2 separate regions of the Mus musculus genome follow, and region 1 is linked to region 2. Evidence: chromatin contacts called from public HiChIP or PLAC-seq data. All regions are on one chromosome and are shown on one strand. Each heading gives the region's core, a stretch centred on a gene start, on an enhancer-like site or on the middle of the called end of the contact. The rest is flanking DNA. Distances are from core to core; before and after follow the strand shown.

Region 1 (6,777 bases), core at 2,390-4,889, 170 kb before region 2:
TAGCCATACACTAGAGAGGTTGCAAAAGTCTATATTTGTGTATTTTCTCCAGCACTGGGGTTCTGTTGATTCATTTGGCATACGTATGTCCGTCTTGTGCCATCCTCCACTCTCCAGGGGTTGACTGCTAATGAAGCAATAGCAGCAATGTTCTTAGAGTTCAGAATCATAATTTATAAGACTAAGCAGTAGTGCTGCCTTCAGCATAGGCGAGTTAGCGTTGCATAGATGTTTCAACACTGGATGGCATAAATTGCTATTTGTATAATGAGTCCCTGCATACTGTTGCATACATGTTTTATGGAAAGCATGAGCATAGACATATTGCTAGAACAAATTGATGCTTCCTAATCCATTTTTAATGAAGGATTCTGTTCTTGGATTGTAAACTTAATAGGACTTTTACCCTCTGCCTCTTCTTGTTTCTATAATGTAACATGATGCCTTTTACCTAATGAGTTTCAGTGTAAATATTGATGATAATAAAAGTCCCTGATTTTTAAAATGGAGATACTTCAAGATTACAACCGTACAAATTTTAGTGTCTGCGTTTTAAATAAACATTACTCTCCCCCTCCCCCCCCCCCCCCGTGTCCCCGTGTAGCTAGGGTTTCTGTAATACCTGTAAAAGCATTGCAGATTTGGGGTTATTATAGCATTTGACCATTTTTTAAGTGCTCAGATATCTGATTCAAGTAAGTGTGCTTTCTGTAATAGCATTTCCAGTAATACAGGGCAATATTTCACATTAATGGTAGGCTATTTTTATTTTAGTGAATTGCTGTCTTTCCAAAGAGATGATCGTCTCAGAGAGGTCAGGTGTCCTTTTAAATACATGCAGAGAGCATAGAGATGTGGCGGGATATGTCGCAGGCACTGGGTGTGGATCCTAGCTCTGCCCTTAGTACCTGTGTGACCTTGGAGGATTAATTAGCCTTCCTATCTGTACTTTCCCCAAACGGAAGGAACGAGGTGCTGCTGATGGAGTCGCCTTTAGCTGGAATGCCTGGGGCCAAAACTGTTTCAGTTTTTGATGTCTTTTTATATTTTACAGTATTTGTGTGGGTATGCAGTGGACAGAACATCCCTAGCTTGAAAATGATAAATGCTGCAGAGTCCAACATGACCCTCAAAATGTTCAGACTTAAGAGCATTTCAGTTCTTTGCACTATATGTTCTTCCTATGGTACCAGCCGAATAAGGCAAATTAAACACCATGTGAGTGTTAGCGATTGTTAGTGTCAGTATTATAATCATCTGTTATATAATAAACTGAGAGGTTTTCCTTACCTCAGTCAGCCAAAGGAATATTAATACAACGTATCTTTGCTGTGGCAAGAACAGTTCTTAAGAATTCTCTTCTAATTCTGCCTTGTGCTCACAGTTTACCTATCCCTATATTCATTCAAATTCCTTGCATTTTTCTTGCCAGTCCTCAAAAGACTCTAATCTGAAAGCTGGAATTAACCATCACCACCACCCCTTTATTCCCTTTCAATTTTATGGAACTGTAAATAGCCATGAAGAGGAAGGAAGGAAGGGAGGGAGGGAGGGAGGGAGGGAGGGAGGGAGGGAGGGAGGGAGGGAAAAAAATCAACCACCATCAGGATATGTAGCTAGGCTGGGCTGAGACAGGAGGATCATAGGTCCTAGGCCCACCTGCCATGCTTAGTGAAATGCTATCTCAAATCAAACTCTGCAGACAATGACATCCTTACTGTGCCTGTTGTAGAAGTCACATGTTCTGTATAACTTCCTTTTGGGGGGGTTGGGGGGTGTCTTTATCTCTGCCCACAATACCTGGGACTAAAGAGATAATATTTAAAGATTCCTGTTCTTCTCGTGTTGATATGTGTTCATGGATTAAAACTAAACTGACATGACAGACTTGAAATATATACACTAGTTGAAAGATGCCCTATTTGGTAATAAAGTATTCAGCACTAAATATTTGATAAATGAAAAACTACCTGTAAGTTGTCATCTTCTGTGTATTTTCTTACTGCATTTTATCCACATTGCTTATTTACCTATTTAAAAGCCCCCAGTCTTAGCTAATATTTATAATGTCAGTGCTGGCTGCTTCAAGGAGCTAGAAACCCTTATGCTCTCTGAATGACATTTGCCACAACAAGAAGGATTTCCAACTGCATCACAGAGAAATGATATCACATTCAGTTCTAATCCTTATGGCAGCTCTGAAATGTTGGTAGCCACATTTGCATTTAATGGACAGGACCTATAACTCTTACATGGGACATAATATGAAGAGAATTTGATGGGCCAAGGAGATGGCTCAGCAAGTTCAGATTCTGACTACGTACATAAAAGGCTGAGTAGGGTAGCACACATCTGTAGACTCAGCACTGATGGCCAGTCAGGAGGATCTCTGGGGCTTGCTGGCCAGGCAGCCTCCAGCCAGGTGAAGAGTCCTGGGCTCTGCAAGATACTATGCTTCAAAAGTAAGGTGGAGAGTTAGAGGGCAGTGGTCCTCAACCTTCCTAATGCTGAGACCTTTTAATACAGTTCCTCATGTTGTGAACACCAGTCATAAAATTATTTCATTGCTACTTCAACTGTAATTTTGATATTGTTATGAATCATAATGTAAATATCTGATGTGATTGCCCTTCCCACCAAAGGGTTGTGACCCACAAGATGAGAGCCACTGTTATAGAGGGACTGACTTAGGAATATTGGGTAGATAGAGCAGATCAGAGTTGCTTTTACCAGTAAGTGATAGTAGAAACATTGACTGGAGGAGCGTTTCTGAAATAACCTATGAAACACTGGCTCCAGGGTGTATTAGTAGGTATTAATGGAGGGGGGGTGGGGAGGGAGGGAGGGGAAGAAAGTTAAAATTAAGCTCAGGAAATGCAACATATACCATTTCCCTCTTAGAGTCCCATGTGTGCAAGGCTGAGAAAAGGCTGAAGAGACATGTTTTACTGGGCTGGTAGAAACTCTGTTAGAGTTCCGTGAGTTAGTCCCTCTTTAGGACATCCAGACTCAGTTGCTAGAATGAATTTAGGCTTAGAGTTTGAAATTTTAGTGTCAAGCGAGTAAAATCAACAGACAGAACTTGGAGAGGAAAATCAGTGTGCAGGTGCAGTCTGAACTGAACACATACTCTTCTGTGTGGGCCTTCAGGTGTGCACTAGCCTCTAATGCCTTGTATGTGCAGAGATATACACGATTGGATTCCACCGTGCTGTATAGAGTAGGGTAGGAATCTAAAGTCCTAAGTGGGTACTGACCTTGGACTGTACTGAGGTAGGTATAGAGGAAGTGGTAGGGAGAGACAGAAAGTGGCTAGAAAAGCCAGTCACAGAGTACGAATTGCCTGTGGAATGCGGAGGGGCCTGTCCATGAGAAGAGTAGATAAGGAGGGGAAGGTGACTCGTCTTACTTGTGCACACATGAGAAAACTGAGGCCAGCAGATGTGACCTGCTAGGGATTAAGGGCCAGGATAGCCTAGCCGAAAATCTTGTTCCTCTGATGTTCATTCTTACACTCAGATTGGAAGAAGGAAGAGGTAACAGATGATGGTGGCCACGTGTCTCATCTTGGGAGGGAGAGGACGAGCTGTCCCTGAGAGGATCTCTCTCACAGGATGGGAATAATCATATCCTGTTGTAGATTTACCTCGTAATGAGTCACACTTGGAGTCGCCGAAGCTCAGTGTCCTGACAGCGATCATGAGCTGGATATAAAAATCAGAATGCCATTTAACTGATTTATGGTATTTAAAGTACATTTGTCTGTGTGTGTGGTAGATGAGTGTGACTGTACACACTTTTTTGACTGTATGGAGTGGAGGCCAGGTGTCAGCACTGGGTGTCTCCTCTGTCACTTTTCACGCATTGTTTGAGACAGGGTTGCTCACTGAACCAAGAGCTCGCTCCGTCAGCTGGACTGACTGGCCAGCAGACATCTGAGATCCTCCCAGCCCTGTCCTTCAGTGGTGGGCAATTTGAAAGGGAGGTTTACAGATGGGGCCTCCACTCCTCGCTTTCACATGGCGCAGAGAACCCAGGTCCTCTCAATTCCACTTGAGGGATTTTTTTTTTAAAGGTCAATGTCAGAAACTCTCCAATCCTGCCTATGCACAGACAGGTTACACAGACAAGAGTAAAAAGTTACTAAAGAGCATGTTGGATATATGTATATATATCATATCGGGATTTGTAGATCATGTTGTACCTTTGTCTTAGTCAGGGTTTCTATTCCTGCACAAACATCATGACCAAGAAGCAAGTTGGGGAGGAAAGGGTTTATTCAGCTTACAATTCCATTCTGCTGTTTATCACCAAGGAAGTCAGGACTGGAACTCAAGCAGGTCAGAAAGCAGAAGCCGATGCAGAGGCCATGGAGGGATGTTCTTTATTGGCTTGCCTCTCCTGGCTTGCTCAGCCTGCTCTCTTTTAAAACCCAAGACTACCAGCCCAGAGATGGTCCCACCCACAAGGGGCCTTTCACCCTTGATCACTAATTGAGAAAATGCCTTAGAGTTGGATCTCATGGAGGCATTTCCTCAACTGAAGCTCCTTTCTCTGTGATAACCCCAGCTGTGTCAAGTTGACACAAAACTAACCAGTACAATTGACCCCTTGTCAACTTGACACACAAAAACATCACTAGTAAGCCTCAACCCTTACAATCTTATTCATTCCCATTCTAAATAACTTTAAAAGTCCCACAGTCTTTACATATTCTTAAATTTTCAATCTCTTTAAAATATCCATCTCTTTTAAAATCTAAAGTCTTTTTTACAATTAAAAGTCTCTTAACTGTGGGCTCCACTAAAACAGTTTCTTCCTTCAAGAGGGAAAATATCAGGGCACAGTCACAATCAAAAGCAAAAGTCAATCTCCAACCATCCAATGTCTGGGATCCAACTCACGATCTTCTGGGTTCCTCCAAGGGCTTGGGTCACTTCTCCAGCCATGCCCTTTGTAGCACACGCATCATCCTCTAGGCTCCAGATGCCTGTACTCCACTACTGCTGCTGCTCTTGGTGGTCATCTCATGGTACTGGCATCTCCAAAACACTACATGACCCCTTCAGTCCTGGGCCATCAATTGCAACTGAGGCTGCACTTTCACCAATGGCCTTCCATGGCCTCTCACAGTGCCAAGCCTCAGCTGCTCTGCTCAACTCCTTCATGCCTTCAAAACCAGTACCACCTGGGTGACCCTTACACATTACCAAGTCCAGCCACAGCACAATGTACAACTTTGGCTATATCTGGAACACAGCCACTGTGCTCTCAGAAAACACTTCCCAGAAGATGTCACCTCAATGATGCTGGTCTCTTCTTAATCACCGCTAATTTCTTAGCTCCAGCTAACCAGCATCAATAGTCCCAGTAATGCAAAGTTTTTGCTTTAGTAGTTCTGGTATCTTGTTAATCACAGCTGATTCTTCAGCCCCAGCTAACCAGAACTACAGAATCTTCACAATCAAAACAGGAATGGCCCTGAAAAGAGTCTTTAATTTTCCCTCTGAAATTTCACAAACCAGACCTCCATCTTCTGCAGTGTTCTCAACATTATCTTCCAAGCTCCTACACAACATCCGACAGAGCTCTTAACAATGGATGGATCTTCAAGCCCAAAGTTCCAAAGTCCTTCCACAGTCCTCTCCAAAACATGGTCAGGTTGTCACAGGAATACCCCACTCTGCTGGTACCAATTTGTCTTAGTCAGGGTTTCTATTCCTGCACAAACATCATGACCAAGAAGCAAGTTGGGGAGGAAAGGGTTTATTCAGCTTACAATTCCATTCTGCTGTTTATCACCAAGGAAGTCAGGACTGGAACTCAAGCAGGTCAGAAAGCAGAAGCCGATGCAGAGGCCATGGAGGGATGTTCTTTATTGGCTTGCCTCTCCTGGCTTGCTCAGCCTGCTCTCTTTTAAAACCCAAGACTACCAGCCCAGAGATGGTCCCACCCACAAGGGGCCTTTCACCCTTGATCACTAATTGAGAAAATGCCTTAGAGTTGGATCTCATGGAGGCATTTCCTCAACTGAAGCTCCTTTCTCTGTGATAACCCCAGCTGTGTCAAGTTGACACAAAACTAACCAGTACAACCTTGTTCATGGGGATTGGGAGGATTAGCTAGCATGAGCCATACATTGTGTGTAACAGAAAACGACTTAGAACAGTACCTGCCCAGGTGTGCGCTTTAATTCTGGTAACTACTGCTAGTGACTCACTTCCTTCCATCTGTGACACACAGACTACTAAACCTCACAGTGTGCTTCTATCACTTTACGCTGAATGTGGTTTACACGAAGCCTGGGTTTTCCTCCTCAAGCCTACTCAGTCTTTGCTTGCTTTGCTCTGGATGACCAGCCTGTTTCTCCCTGTGGAATGCATCCCCCGTTGAGTTACCCTGATTTATTCAGTGTATCTAGTAATCATAGATCTGGAGACCCGGGCTCTATTTTATTCTTTTGAGGGCTTTTGCTCAAAGTGATCTTCCTGTTCCCCTCCATGTGCTGGGGAACTGTTGCTGTTTGACTGATTTTCGTCTATAGAAATGGCACTGGCATTCGGCTGACCTAATGCAAGGGTTCTGCTTTTTACTTCCTCCTAGATGTTTCCATCAAGACAAGGTCAGTGAAGTCTCAAGTTTTTTCCTCTCTTCCCTAGAAAGACCTGGACTTTGGGTTTTGGATACTTGGTTTTCTGTGTTCAGATTCTAAGACGGTTCTTCTGAAGGCCGGATGTCTCATTGTACTGTGCCGTTTCCCTTTCCTTGTTCAGACTG
Region 2 (6,630 bases), core at 2,076-4,575:
TTTAGGAGAGAGATTCGATGTTGGTATAAGTATTAGTATGAATAGTCTTACTCTTTGTTGTTCTTTGTTTGTTTGCTTTGTCAAGACAAGGTTTCTCTGTATAACAGTCCTGGCTATCCTGCAACTTGTAGACCAGGCTGGCCTCGAACTCCCAGAGATCTGCTTGCGTCTGCCTCTGTAGTGCTGGGGTAAAAGGTGTGCGCTACCATGCTTTGCTTTCTTTTCTGTTTTAAATGATTTATTATTTATCTTTATTGTATTTGCACTGGTGTTTTGCCTGCATTGTGTAAGTGTGGAATCCCCTGGAGCTGGGTTTATAGACAGCTGGGAGCTCTCTGTGGGTGCTGGGAATTGAACCCAGGTCCTCTAGAGGAGCATCCTGTGCTCTTGATGACTGAATCATCTCTCCAGCCCTATTTTTAAAAAAAAGTTAGTAGCTTTTATGTTTTGTTTTCCTAAAATGTGAGAGAAAACATGAAGTATACCAAGCTCCACTTGTGACTTGTGACTGAAGCATCTTTGTTGCTGGCATATCATACATGGTAGACCTCACTTAAATCTGACTGTCTAGTCTAATCTTCTAGCCGTCTGACTGAAGTTAAAACATCTTCCTGGTCTCCAGGCAGGTACATACTCTCTACCTGACACTTGCACTTATAGCTCATTAGCTTCTCCAGTCTACTGTATCTGAACAAACTTTTCGTTCCCACCCCATCCTGTCTCTCGACCAGTGGTTCTCAACCTGTGAGGTACAACCTGGTTGGCAAAATCTCCCCCAAAATATTACATTATGATTCATAACAGTAGCAAAATGACAGTTATGATATAGCAACAAAAATGACTTTATGATTGGGTCAGCACAACATGTGGAACCAAATTAAAGGGTCGCAGTGTTAGGAAGGGTGAGAACCACTGCCCTAGGCCCCTTTTATCCTGGTCTTTCTCATCTCATTAAGTAGCCTTTGGGTTTTCCTGGGCTCATGGTCCCAGGATCCTTCTTCTTTTCATCAAATCCGCTAACAGACCCCATAGTTTCTACCCCTCCAATTTCCACAGCCTCAGACCTTTTAAGATCACCGTCCCATCCAGACTGCATAATGGTGATAGCGGAGTCGGTTTCTTTCTTATGCTCCCTCCCTGTTTTCTGTGAGATATGCCTGTTGAAGTAACCCTAGAGGCAAAAGCTTCACCACCAGGAACTCATTGTCAGCTTTGAGTTACTTGAGATTAGTAATTCAAGGAGGAAAAGTGTTTGGCCTTCCAGCTGTGGAGGTTTCTGTTGGTGCCCGAGTCACCTCTGTCACTTTGGGGCCTGTACTATTGTGATATGTCACAGCAGCAAAAGAAGTTGCTCCCCTCTTGGTGACTGGGAAACAGGCAGGAAGATCTGGTGTCCTAATACCCCTTCAAAGTCTTCCCCCTTAACCTAACCCCTGCTACCGGGACCCACCTCTTAAAGATCCACTACCACCTAATAATACCACTGACCAAACCTTGACTATATGGACTTAGCTGAAGTTTCTTACAGAATTCTTCAAGTCACTCTGTTTATGTTGGATAAACTTAATGCCTACGTTGCTGTTTCCCTGTCATCTATATAATCTGTTTTCCTAAGTTCATAACTTACTTCCTAATTTGCTTCTTAGGCATTATATAAGTGAGACTTAGTTATGCAAGGACTACTGCATAACCGTATCTACTTTGTGTGATGGGTAATGAGTTTCTAGTTTGGAATACTTTGAACAGTACTGCTACAAACACTGACATGTTATTTGTGAAATGTACATAGTTCTGTTTGATGTACAACTTGGAGTGTAGCTGCTGAGTTAAAGGATAGGTGTATATTCCACTTCTGATACCAGCCGGCATGATGGGAGAGTTCTGCTCGGTGCATGTCCTCAGGGACTGACCTACTCAGTGTCTCATTCAATGTGAACGTTTGGATAAGGGTGTGTGTGTGTATGTGTGTGTGTGTGTAGTATGTGTGTATGTGTAGTGTGTGTGTGTGTGTGTGTGTGTGTGTGTGAGAGAGAGAGAGAGAGAGAGAGAGAGACTTACTTTGTAGCTCAGTCTGACGTGTAATGTACTCTTTGTAGCCCAGGCTAGACTCTAAGTCATGTATGCTCTTTTTGCTTCCAACTCTTGAGTGCTGGGATTGCAGACATGATCAATCATGCTCAGCAAAGTAGTGGGAGGTTTTGTTTTATTTTGGGGTTCTCTCTCTTTTTTTCCTTCCTTTCTTTGTTCCTTCCTTTCTTTCCTTCTTTCTACAGCAAGGGTTGAAGCCTGTTGAAATATACAGCCTTGAGAGGCCTGAAACTATGTAGGCCAGGCTGTCCTCGAACTCATGAAGATGGCCTGCTTCTTCCTCCAAGCACTGGGATTTAAAGGCCTGTGCTGCCACACACTGCTTACAGTGATAGATTTTTTTTTTCAAGGAACAAACTTTTTTTTCATTTAACTGCAGCACAAAATGTCATTCTCTTTATGCTGAATAGTTTATATATGCTGTTTATGCAAACTTAGCCACCCTCAGTCAGAAAACTACTCTAGGTTCTCTCAAAGCTTACCATGACATTTTATCTGTAATGCATACAGAATGGATTCATGTGAAAAGGGAAATCTCTTCTCCCATGACAGTGACAATTTTCCTCTCCCAGATCATGAAATACCCTCTTTTCCAAACCCAAGTGCAGTTTCATACTACACTTGGACCAAGGTATGTGTGTTTGTCTTGCCATGCCCTCTTGGCCCTGCGAGGCCTCGTTGTTGGGCCTGTTCTGGGATGTGTGTATAACAGAACTTGTTTTGTAGGCATGAATTAAATCCACCTTTGTCAAGGAATTTATTTCCGCTCTTGATCACATTCATATTTCCTCCACTTAACGATTTTTAAGCTAACCTCTGACTCAGTTCTTTTGATTAATCATCAAGTGTCATAAAGTTACAGAGCAGAAACAGATTTTTAAGGTCATCTCACCGAGCTTTAAAGCGTTTCTGGTTCAGTTGACAAAGGTAGGGTGTCTCGGTGGGTGATAGTGTCCTAAGCTTACCCATCCTGTGACTGTGGGAGAGAAGCCACACTCTTAGCTCAAGCACACAGAAACTTTTAGGAATGAGGATGCTGTGATCTATACAACACGTCTTCAAATGGTTCAAGAAAAAAAATGTCTCTGCATACACACGTGTTCATGTACAAAGAGAACCAAAGACAGACAGATAAAATATTAACAGGTGGGATTGGGCTAAGGGTGTAGTAGTGCTATTTAAGATATGACTTCTGTGTGAGCTCATATCCACATAGTTTTTTTAAGTACCTCATTTGTCCCTCTGTAACACTGAGGGAGGGTGACTAATGCACTTTGCTCCAGTGTGCTCCTACTTGTAGGGCACAGTCCCTGAGCTTGCCTAAGTCACTGCGGCTAGTACCCTGCTGGGTAGCAGGGCACTACCAACTTAGAAGACCCATAATAAAATTTAAATATTTTTAAATAATAAAATATTTCTGTCATTACCTGGCCAGCCCACAACCCCCAAGTTCTCTGTCTTCTTGTTATTGATAAGGCGTGCGTGTATCTCAACACCGGCCTGTTCTCCTCTTTCCTGACAGCTACTGCTTCGTGGGACACCTTTCTCATGCTATGGAGTTTGAAGCCACACGCTAGAGCTTACAGATACGTGGGCCACAAGGATGTTGTAACCAGCCTGCAGTTCTCGCCACAAGGAAACCTATTAGCCTCTGCCTCGAGGGACAGAACTGTTAGACTGTGGGTTCTTGATAGGTAAGAGGTGCAAACACTGATGGGGTCTGGGTTGGAGCTGTGGAAGGTGCTGAGGCCTGCCTGCTCTTAATGCACCTTTTGGGGCGATGTTTCAACTCCCTAGGGACCTGTACTCATTAGGGTCACAGATATACTGCCCAGGTTCTATTTTATTTATTTGTTTATTTATTTATGTATTTAGGTTTGTTTGTTTGTTTGTTTGTTCCCATAGCTGAGGATAGAACCCAGGGCCTTCTGCTTGCTAGGCAAGTGCTTTACCACTGAACTAAATCCCCAACCCCACTGCCTTGGTTTTAAAGACAAACTATTTCACACAAGTTTCTCAAAATTCAACTCAAAATTATGCCCTCTTTTTGAACAATCATTTGTAACCTGGAGATATGCACAATATGTCAGAAGCTTTGGGAGATGGTTAGAAATATCTATGTAAATCCGAAAGAAACACAGTGGAGTATATCAGAAGTTCATTATTAGCCCCACAGTCCCTGCCCAGCCAGGGTTTTTAAGGGCCCCAGAGACCCTGCTGACACCCCTGTGCCTGACACCCCTATGCCTGACAACCCTGTGCCTGACACCCCTGTGCCTGGAGCATCCTTTGATTGTTATCATTCATTTAGGAGCTCTAGAATCTTCTTGTTTAAAACATTTCCGACAAATACATAAATCATTGTTGAGTATGGTGACATATACCTGTAATCTCAACACTGAGAAGAAAGACACAGTTCTGAGTTCAAGACCAGCCTGGTCTATAGAGTAAGTTCCAGGACAGCCAGGGCTACACAGAGAAACCCTGTCTTGAAAAGACATTCATATATATTAATATATATATATATATATATACACATACATATATATATATACTATATTAATGCATTTGCTGAAGTTATATTATTTGATAATAGATCTTCTGTTCAGACATGAGCTGATAGCCTGTCTATTATAAAAGTTTTGTAGTTAGGATATCTTTTAAGTTTTAAATTCTAAGTATATAAAATTTCACAGATCCATAAAAAATGAATGGTCCCACTTTCTCACTGTACCCACCAACAACTTTAATAGCTGCCCTTGTTGAGCCATCCTTGTATCATATAGACCTCCAACTTCTTTAGATATTTTTAGACTTATATTTTCTAATAATCCCATATGTACTGCCACTTTCCTCTGTCCTGTACCAGAGGATTGGAGTGTCAGCATTTCTCTTGATTCTGTTGTGGCAGGTTTTGATTTGCAGTGTGTAACTAAATGGGCCAGGCACCTACAGAGGAAGAAAGCTCACGAGTGATTGCCTGCTGCTAGCAACTTGATTCTGCCACCACCCAAGGGGAATTCTGCCAATCTGAGTGGTATACTAACAGAAGTAGAAACTCTTGCCAAGACTTGACACAGAAATGTGCATGGACTGTCAGGAAATTCAGAGGAGGAAGGGAATGGGCTTAGGGTTCAGGCAGAAACGTGCTGCAAAATCCTTAGCCTCGGAAAGCTAGGACAGTTCATGGTTTAAGGAGTTGCAGCCTTTTGTGTGTTACTGATTTGGGACATCTCAGGAAGCAAAGCTTAGCCGGGTAGGTGGGCTAAAATCTCCAATCATTAACTTGGTGTATATATCTACAAAGTGACTGTATTTCTGTACCTTGGTTTCTCTTTCTAAATGTCATAGTCAGGCCAGAGCAATTGGGAATTATATATCAGTGATTAGTTGCCTATTTCTGTTTAAAATCCCCCGTAGTTAGCACCTTAATCCAAAAACTATCACCTCTCTTTATTCTATGGGTATTTGGGGTATTTTGGTGTTGGCTGAGGTTACCCACACAGCCACTCAGATTGAAAGTGTATGCCTCAGTCACAAGTCCGGGACCTTGGTTTTCCTTGAGCCTGCTCTTCCTGTGGGATAGCCTAGACTTTCCCCGACTGACAGCTCCAGGACCGTAACAGCAAAAGCTGCAGGACCTGTCAAGGACTCGGCCCTCAACTGCACAGTACTGCTCGTGCTGACTGCACAGTACTGCTCGTGCTGGACAGAGTAAGTCACAGAAGTCAGACTGGATTCAGAACAGAGGAGCGAGGCAGCAGCCCAGCCAACAGCACAGGAACTCTGCTACGCTGGCATCTGCTGCGCTTCCGGAGCAGCAGAGCCCAGGTCGGGCCAGGCCCGCTGGGGAGGCCCTAGAAAGGACGTGTGTAGTAGGGCAGTCTGAGGGTGCGGTGCAGCCTGGAGTGCAGGAAGTAGTTTTTATGATATTGACTGTGGCTGTGGCTTCTTGGTCACTGCACAGGGTAAGCCTTCCCTTTGTTGTCTCGAGGATTGAATGGGCGCAAGCTTAGGTGAACCTGATTCCTTCTCGCAAGAGCTCCCCTTGAAAATGAACTGAAATATAATCCCTGAGTATACTGTTCTGGATCGATAATATCAGTCATTGAATATGTATTATCATATGCCTGGTGATAGAAATGAATGATTAAGTGACATTTGCCCCTATAGGCATCTGGATGGGCAAACCAGACTGAATCCAAGAAGTTTTAAAGTATTGAGTCTTCCCAATGAAGTTCAACAGACTGTTGTTGAACTCTTCCTGTGTCCCTGACATACGTGAAATGGCGGTCTCACAGAGAGTAATGTCACCCCTGTCCTCAGAACACACACTGTTAGGAGAAGAGAAATCACCTAGGTTTCAAAAGTCAAGATATACCGCAGTCATTCAACTCCTTGTTGCAGGTCAGCAGCCATGTGGTTTGAGGTCCCAGCTGGGAAAGTCTTCCCCAGCAGGACTGCAGAGGCACAGCTGTGTTTGAAGCACTGTGGCCACGCTGGGGACAAAGTTCCCCTCAGCGGCAGGGTATCCTGCCAGTG

Evidence for each region. HiChIP or PLAC-seq counts read pairs in DNA pulled down with a chosen protein or histone mark.
Region 1: a contact with region 2 is called in a FOXA1 HiChIP or PLAC-seq map of pancreatic cancer cells. The contact joins two enhancer-like sites. A contact is called at or near these places in 2 of 39 promoter capture datasets (3T3-L1-derived adipocytes and pre-B cells), 1 of 115 datasets of contacts at active chromatin or transcription factors (pancreatic cancer cells) and 1 of 9 other capture datasets (liver).

Annotation. Positions count from the first base shown.
Region 1 is chr10:98,948,207-98,954,983 of GRCm38.p6, forward strand. The region is part of intron 1 of Atp2b1 (ATPase, Ca++ transporting, plasma membrane 1); the gene reads left to right. Among named protein-coding and RNA genes, the nearest start is that of Atp2b1, 36 kb to the left of the region's middle. Within about 2 kb of position 3,640, at least 44 of the 459 cell types and tissues checked have an H3K27ac peak or open chromatin away from gene starts, as enhancers often do. A contact at or near this core is called in pancreatic cancer cells, where this site is marked.
Region 2 is chr10:99,121,221-99,127,850 of GRCm38.p6, forward strand. It overlaps Poc1b (POC1 centriolar protein B), which reads left to right. Exons shown (of 12, transcript NM_027740.7): 3 at 3,611-3,782. Among named protein-coding and RNA genes, the nearest start is that of Galnt4, 16 kb to the left of the region's middle. Within about 2 kb of position 3,326, at least 11 of the 459 cell types and tissues checked have an H3K27ac peak or open chromatin away from gene starts, as enhancers often do. A contact at or near this core is called in pancreatic cancer cells, where this site is marked.